Linked DNA regions of Gossypium hirsutum: region 1 is linked to region 2. A link is a contact called in public Hi-C data. All regions are on one chromosome and are shown on one strand. Each heading gives the region's core, a stretch centred on a gene start, on an enhancer-like site or on the middle of the called end of the contact. The rest is flanking DNA. Distances are from core to core; before and after follow the strand shown. Region 1 holds the start of LOC107891916 (protein OBERON 2). Region 2 holds the start of LOC107891937.

Region 1 (4,112 bases), core at 284-2,783, 320 kb before region 2:
TTATATATTGACAACAGAGGGTTATGACGTTTCACAAGTTAAAAGAATGCAGAAGTTAATGCAATGAACCATATAAATAATTACAAAAACTAAAACGAGAACATGAAGACTGTAGAATAGAATGAGGAAAATGAACACAGTTAGTTGGGGCTGACCGTTTGTCAAAGAATGTTTCATTGCAGGGATTTTCCAGCTGAATGAAGCAAAAAAAGCATTAATATCTGCATCAGGGAACGCCAATTTGACATACCGCTCAACTGAAAGCTTGCTAGCAAGACCACGTTTCCTGCCTGAGTCCACAAGCTTTTGGAGGCGCTTTGGAGGATACAAATACCTATCTAAGAAATGGCCAGTAATGGCTACTCTCCTTCCCACTTTCCAAGCCCATATGTCACCCTTCTTAGGCCAATCCACTGGAGCATACGGCAAGCCAAACCCAGATGCCTCTGGCAAAACAGGACTGAGATGAAGACTATTTTCTCTTCGTCTAGGCGTACTTCCATTATTTTCCTTAGTATCATCAATCTCCATAAGATTCAAGTTTAGCAGAAGTAGCCAAGAACCAGCACACTGCATTAAATGCAATTCAAAATTTTTTACAAGTTCAGCCATTAAAAGATTACAAAACAGTTCTCAGTAATTGCAACATAAATTTCATCCTATGACATCCTGCTTAGCCATATTTACAGTCTTCCATAGCAAAGAAGAATCTACCCCTGAAATTGCGTACTGAGAACTACTCAAACTGTTTCCAGTATTCAGATGAGTACCTCAGACATATATAGACAGGTGTAAAACTAATTTTAACTTAATATATGATTGCAATTTTAACATACTACTAATTGGATTTAGCAATATAACTACATTGATGGTGCATGTTAAATTTTGATTCGATCAGATATTTTTATTATTGTAATCAAGAATATTGTCTTTTATACATATCTAGCAATTAAAATCTTTTTCATAAAAAAAATAGTTATACATTTTTAATTTACTGGAGTAAAAATCAAATAAATATTACGAAAAGCATTTAAATCTAGATTAATGATTCAAAATTTAATGGCATGGCATCATAATAACAATAATAAAAAACAATGCAGGTTCCTTTAGCATCCAATAAAAAACTCAAGAATCTCTTCAAGAAATCCAAGTTTCTTGAACGTAAAATTTAAGTTAGTAGCGTCTATTAATTTAGAAAACTTCACCTGTTCACTTAATAATTGAAGGAAGAAAACGCCAGAAAAAAAGAACTAAAAAAAATCACCTGAACTGTTTAACAATTTCACGGGAGCAAGACTGACGATCTCTGCACCAGCTAAAACTGAAATAAATCCGTTTCCGGTTTTCTAAAATGGAAATCAAATAATTTTGAGATAACAAAATTTAAAAAGAAATTAGCAGAGAGAAGACTAACTTTAGGGTTAGGATTAAAGGGAAGAAAATGTAAAAATTGAGAAACGATTTTTTTCTATTGTAGATTGAAGAATTGATGAAACCCTAATTAAAAAAATACTACTCATTAGGGGCCGGGCTTGGACAAAGATTTTATGACCTGAATAAATTTAAATTATTATTTATTCATTATGAGTATAAAATTAACATGATTTTACAAGTAATTTTTTCTACAATTCATATTTCAACAATCCAATATTGAATTAATTAGTATAATTGTATTTGTTATACATGTAATTTTTTAAATCGTTTTGATATCGTTATCATATTGATCTAAACCTAAAAACTTTTAATCGTTTAATATATATTATTATAGATAAAATTTTAAATTGATATGTGATAGAGTTATCGAATCAATTAAAAAAGTTATACGCATAAAAAATATAAATATATCAATAAATTTAATAATTACTAATTATATAAAAAAATTACAAAGTAATGTAAAATTACTTATTATACTATTTTTTATTCAATCTAAAATTTGAAGATAACTAGAACGTTGTTTCAATAGAAGTTTTTTTTTTTTTGACATTATATCAAGAGCTCGATGAATAGAATATATAAATATTAATTAAATTATGGTGAGATCAAGATAAAGTTAAAAGTAATTATGTAATATTTTTAGTTAAAATGATAAAAGTTAAAAGGTCTGAATGTTATTAGTTCTTAAGTTCAAATTTTATGATAAGCATATAATTTTTGGATTTCATATAAAATTGTAATGAGACAAAAATATCTCAAAAATATTTATTACTTTGTTAAAATAATAAACTTTTGATAATTTAACAATTAATGGGCGACAGCCACAGACAAATCAATTCGTCTTTTAAATTTAATATAAATAAATATAATTTTTTTATATTTTTTAAATAGTAAACCAAATTTATGTGCTTACTCAAGCTAAAAATAACTAAATAATAAATAATTCAAATTGAAACCCAATTATTCAACTCATGTATAAGTTTAACTTAACAATCTTTTTGTAAAGAGATTATATTCTTTAAAAATTATGTAGCTTTAATTAATAATTAAAAGATAAATGATAAAGATTGTATTGTTTTTAATAAAATTAAATTAGCTAAATGACAAAAAAAAGAAATGATTTTTTCCTAGTTAATTTAAATGAATTGTTAAATAATTAATTAATACGGGAGATTAATCTTTATAAAATTCACATTTGAAAAAATTATATTTGGAAAAACTTTTATTGGCAAGTTTAGAAGTTAAAAAGATTAAAAAGCTTTTAAAAGTCTCTAAAGGAATAGAATAACTTGAAATTTTTTTTAAGAACTATAAGCTCATTCTCAAGCATTCTAAAAAAAAATGCTTTGCTTTCTTAGTTTGCCAATGAGATGAGACTAAATCTCAATGTTCCTTAAAATAGAGTCAACCACTCAAGATCAAATCTCGTGAACTCTTGAAGCAGACTCAATCATCTAAAACCAATACTCAAAGACTCTTGCTTGGACTAAACTCTCTTCGAACTTATTGCATCAATGCAAAAAAGATCATCTTTAGTTTCAAGATTAAATATGACAATCTAGTTTCAATATCAAATTTTGACGATACTTAAAGAAGACTCGTTGATCCAAGATTAAATTTCGAAAACCTTTGCGTCAATTCGTAAGAAACTCTTCAAATCTAATTTAAATGACCCTGGAAGAAAAGAATAAAAAAGTTCATTCAAGAAACTACAAAAATTGTAACCTACAAAGTTTGATAATAAAAATTATCTTATTCATGTTTGATTTTTCAAGTTATATTTTCAACGAAAAATTTATGTGCAATCTTTTATATGTTATTCTAATTAAGGTAGTCAATATTGTATTAGTAGACACATTATTTTTTTATTAGAGCTAGTACATATCGGTATTAATTTATTTTGGTATACTGTTTCAAATTTACCAATATTTTAAAAAATTAATATATATAACATTTAAATAAGATATTAATTATAAAAAAATATTAATCAATTATATGAAATACTCATAAATGAACTTGATGCGAGCATCAAGATCCTCAGGCCCATGAAATTGATGGGCTTAATGATCTATCGTAATTTGATATGTCAAATTAGGCTCTCTTGAATACTTAATTAGTTTACTTTTAAGTAATTTATGAGTCTTTTTACTATTTTTTTATCGATTCTTAGATTTTAGTATTAATGATAGTTGTTCTTATATTGTACCTCTTTTAAGACCCAAATTGGCAAAACTATGTCATTGGGAATCTAATGATTGATATGAGCTTGTATAGGGAGACGACAACGGCCAAACCTTGAAGAGAAAAACATTTGACATGGATGTCACTACGCTAATGCTAGGATGTCAGGACACTGAGCCTTTATTACCTCAAATGTGCAAGACTTCAACAAGAAATCAACTCGGAGCAAATTGTTGAGAGTGTCGCGACACTAAGGGTGTTGTGTCGCGACATTGGTCGCAACACCAAGCCTCTAAGGTCATGATACCACTGCTAGTTGTTGAAGTGAAGAAGTCATGGCCACCACCGAGGATGTCGCAACACCAGCTAGTCAATGTTGAGACATCAAGACCCCCCAGCCAAATTGGTGCCTACTATTGAGGGTGTTGCGACACTGGAGCTTGACGAGATGAAAAATTGCAGGAGTAAATTTGTGTCTACACATGCTTAAGTCACTT
Region 2 (4,428 bases), core at 812-3,311:
GCTACAATAATACAACATATATAAAACAGCAATTTTATCTCTGACAAATTTTCCACTGCATGGATAAATAAACTGGTGTCCTTATGTACAACTCCAATCACTATTGCATCAAAGCACTATAGAGAAATATACATCTGGAACAACCTACCCTTCATTTTATGAATAAATTAGGCTTGAGTCAGTAAATAATCAACAATGAAGAATCACCAACACAGCAATCCAGCACCAAAGCTTGCTAGCAGAAAGTGCCATTTTTCATTTTTATGATGAAGACATAGACTTACTTGGGTTTGATAAAAGACCGTAATACAAAATAACACAAGCAATGGCACATGAGAAGCACTTCTCTGAACCAGTTAGTAACAGCAAGCAGCCAACAAAACCAAGATTATAGTAAACCAAGATTAACTATGCCACAAACAAAGCAAACCAGAAAAAAGGTAATAGCAAATCCAAGATTTAAGGTCACGCCAAAGGGATCAGATTGCGCACTTACCTAAAACCCTAGAAATGTCAGATTGTTGAAAAATTGTCCGGAAAATCATTTATAAAAGGGAGACAACACTGCCTCAGCATTGCATTACCTCAACTGAATTTAACAATTATTTGTAAGCACCATCAGTATTATTTATCCATAACTTATTATTGAAACTCACCCGCTAATCCTTATTAGTAATAGTTTATGCTATAAAACACCTATCAGACGAAGAAAAGGAAACATTGTATTAAAACCCAGACATTATCCAAAAGAATAACACTTGACAAATATTATTCTAGAAAGAAATAGGTAAAAACATCAAACACCTGCACTGAAAACGATTTCAGTGCTATGTGCAGTAAATGCAACACAAGTCAACTAAATTCAAGCTCCAAGATATTTGCATCCTTAAGTCAATATCACCTATCAAATACAGCACTCTAGCTTAATATATTAAAATGTTAACAGCCACATAACAAGCAATCTAATCTAAGTAGTTGCAACACAGCAAATTAAGAAAGAACTGAAGCATCTAAGCAGTAAAGCATTATTTTTTGATTTCAAATCATAATATGGAACTCAAACAATGAAAAATAGCATTCAAGAAGTTAATTCCAATTCAGAATCAAACCTAAATTTGGCATTAGACTTGCCACAAGCCAAGCATTGAAGCCGCCCTTGTTTACCATCCTCGAAGTAATTCTTTTTCTGCCCCGTATTCTCAAAAACTGCCTTCACAAAGTGCAAAAACGCCTTCTTTAGAGCACTTTGATCAACCTCCAAATGCTTATGATTAAACCCCGCATTATTATTTTGAAATCCCCCACCAACTCTCATATACTTGGCTGCCCTAGTTTCCTCATTTCCAAGCGGGCTACTCATTCCAGTTAGGCGGTCTGACCCGCCTGGCCCCAAAGTGTAGATCTTTTCCTTCTTCTCCTCTCTTAGGTCTTTGCCTTCATCGCCGTACTTTCTCTTTAACGGGCCAGGCCCGTCACTCGGCGAATTCCAATAATCGCGATTATCGCGGAAGCCCATTGATGGGCTACCGAAGTCACGAGGTCCGAGTATGGGTCGAGTCGGAAAGTCCTGGTAATCGGGCGGGAGAGCAAAGTAGGAGCGGACGCTACCGTCGTAAAGGACGATTGTCCGACGCTCCAGCATGTGGAATCCATACGCCGGTGGAGGCGGAGGGCCAAGGGCGGCAGGATCGGGGAAGGGGAAGGGGGGATGAGCTTGATTGGGGTCGGATTGTGACTTGTTATGAGCAGCGGAGCTTGGAGGTGGGCCAGTCCTGGTGCATGGGCTGGGCTTGGTGTAGGACTTGTGGTCGGCGGTTGTGGAGGAGGGGTTTTTATTGGCGTTGGAAGAGGAAGATTCCCAGCGGGATTTGCGGTGGTTGTTGGAGGAGGATGACGGTTGTTTTGGCGGATTCGGTCCCGCCATCATTGGAATTTAGTTGGATTTTAAGGCTTTTGGATGCATTTAGGGGAAACACAGGAAGATGGAGCTTTTATTCGCTGTAAAGTTCACCCGTAAATTATTTAGATTTTCAAAAAAAAAAAGTTCAAATTTTGCCCTCAACCCCTATAATTTGTCAAAGTTTAAGATTTAATTCAGTGCTTGTCAAATAATTTTTTCACCTAATGACATCAATGTGGTCATGTTTATGTAAACAAGGATGGCGTTTAATCCATAATTTGAGTTCTTTCTTCTATAAAGTTTTGAAAGCAAATTACTTACTAACACAAACTTCTTACTACTGAGAATTGGATCAAATGCAACTTACATTTGGTGGAGCATTTACTTAGCTAAAGAGGTTCTTAAACAAGGATTAGTAGCCACACCAGATCGATTAACTTACTTTTTGGATTACTCGAATTTAAATCCGTAAATTATTTGAGTATTATTATCTAAATTTGAATCCGAATTAAATATCATCATCGTAAAAAAACTAAATTTAACATTTTCAATCATATGTAAGATAAAAATCCAAATATGAATCCACAAAATAATATAAATTCAAACAAAAATTAATTTTAAATAACATTTATTCATAATTAACACTAAATAAATGTAAATTAACAAAAATAGTTAAATAACAATCCAAACATATTAAACATGACAATTTTACAACAATTCAAATATACAAAACAACTTAAACACAAGAATTCCAAACAAATTAAATATTACATAACAATCTCAAGTAACTTAATTACTTAACCCTCATTATTTAATAATAATTGAATATAGTATCATATAAATCATACATATATATAGGGTAAATTTTCTAGTTGGTCACCCAACTTTTAAGGCGTTGTCATTTTAGTCATCCAAAATGAAACCCTTGCAATTTTGTCACTTAACTTTTTAGGGCGTTTTCGTTTTAGTCACTCAACCGTTAGATTTCTAATGCCACTTAAGTTGTATATTCCACATCATGTTCACACTTTCATTTTGATCACCCAAAAACATCCCTTTTTTAATATTGATTGGGTAAAAAAACATTAAAGATTAAAGTGAAAAATTGGTAGAAATTAAAATAATGTTTTAAAAATTGTCAAATTGTACTTGTTTGTCCCCTTGCCGAAAGTTCTAAATATCTTTTTTTTTTAACATTGAAATTTTAAATTTCAAAACATCAAAATCAATTAAATGAAATGTTGAAAAAAATTATCCATTGGTAATGTTAACCGATTTGTTACTGTAATATTGAAATTAATTAAATTAATCTCCTTCTAAATTTTAAAATTTTATTTTATGTCTCCATATTATTATTATTAATAAAATCAACTCAATAACTCATATTTAATAATTTTCTGCAAAACTTAAATTTCTTTTTATTATATAAATTTATCTTCCATATTAACTTAAAAGAAAAGAAAAATCATTGCAAATAAATAAATTAATTGCTTATTTTTCGTTTGGGTAAAGAAGTGATGAAAAAATTCTAGGTTTTATTTGGCATGGAAGATAAATTTAATTAATTTAATTAATTGTAAGAATTTTTCTTTACTTTTAGCTTAGTATGAAAGACTCAAGATCATATAATCAAAACAAATTTGAGTTTCATATACAATTATTAAGGATGATTTATTTGATTTGATTTTAATTTGGAAACATAAAATAAAATTTTAAGATTTAAAAGGAGACATTGGTTGACATTATAAAGGGATAAAAAATTTTCAATAACTTATTTAATTGATTTTGATGTTTTGAAATTTAAATTTTCAATATAGAAAGAAAAAGAAAATTAGAACTTTCGACAAAGGAATAAACAAGTACAAATTTGACAATTTTAAATGTATTATTTTAGTTTCTAACATTTTTCACTTTAATCCTTAATGTTTTTTACCCCAATCAATATTTAAAAAAATTGATATTTTTTGGGTGAGCAAAATGAAAGGAACCTAGAAGTTGGATGACTAAAATGAAAGTGTGAATATGATGTGGCCTGTGCAAGTTAACTGGTGTTAAAGATTTAACGATTGGATGGCTAAAATGAAAGCACTTTAAAAGTTGAGTGATGAAACTGCAAGGATTTCATTTTGGGTTGCCACACTCGGTTTCCCTTGAAACCCAAAAATTAGGAACCTTTAGGATTTAAATTAAACAAGACCGTAAGCTAGCAGTCTCTACTGAAAATTTTGAGAAATATAGAGGCTAGTTTGAACATAGTTGAGCTTCAAATCTGGTTTGGTTAGATTAGAATCAACTAGTCTCTTAGTGGGAGACAAAATGGTTGTTAATGGACGGTTCCTAAACAGTTGAAGACTTTGAGAGAAAGGCTATAAATAGCTGGGGAAAAAGACTTTGATGAGAGACTTCTTATTCAATATGTTTCATTTTCGTCTCTTTCCTTGGTCGCTTTGAAGGAGAGAGTCGTGGAATCTCTGCATAGGTCGATGATCGTAAGATTTGAGTAGGGTACACTTTAAAGATGGGGTACA

Evidence for each region. A called contact is a pair of places that touch in the nucleus more often than the background predicts.
Region 1: a contact with region 2 is called in a Hi-C map of anther, with 2.7 times the contacts expected there. The contact joins the promoter of LOC107891916 here to the promoter of LOC107891937 in region 2. A contact is called at or near these places in 2 of 34 Hi-C or Micro-C datasets (anther and leaf).

What each region holds. Positions count from the first base shown.
Region 1 is chrD09:29,732,579-29,736,690 of Gossypium_hirsutum_v2.1, reverse strand. It overlaps LOC107891916 (protein OBERON 2), which reads right to left and starts at 1,533. Exons shown (of 5, transcript XM_016816839.2): 1 at 1,265-1,533; 2 at 156-570. The coding sequence starts at 531.
Region 2 is chrD09:29,408,733-29,413,160 of Gossypium_hirsutum_v2.1, reverse strand. It overlaps LOC107891937, which reads right to left and starts at 2,061. Exons shown (of 3, transcript XM_016816860.2): 1 at 1,110-2,061. The coding sequence starts at 1,927.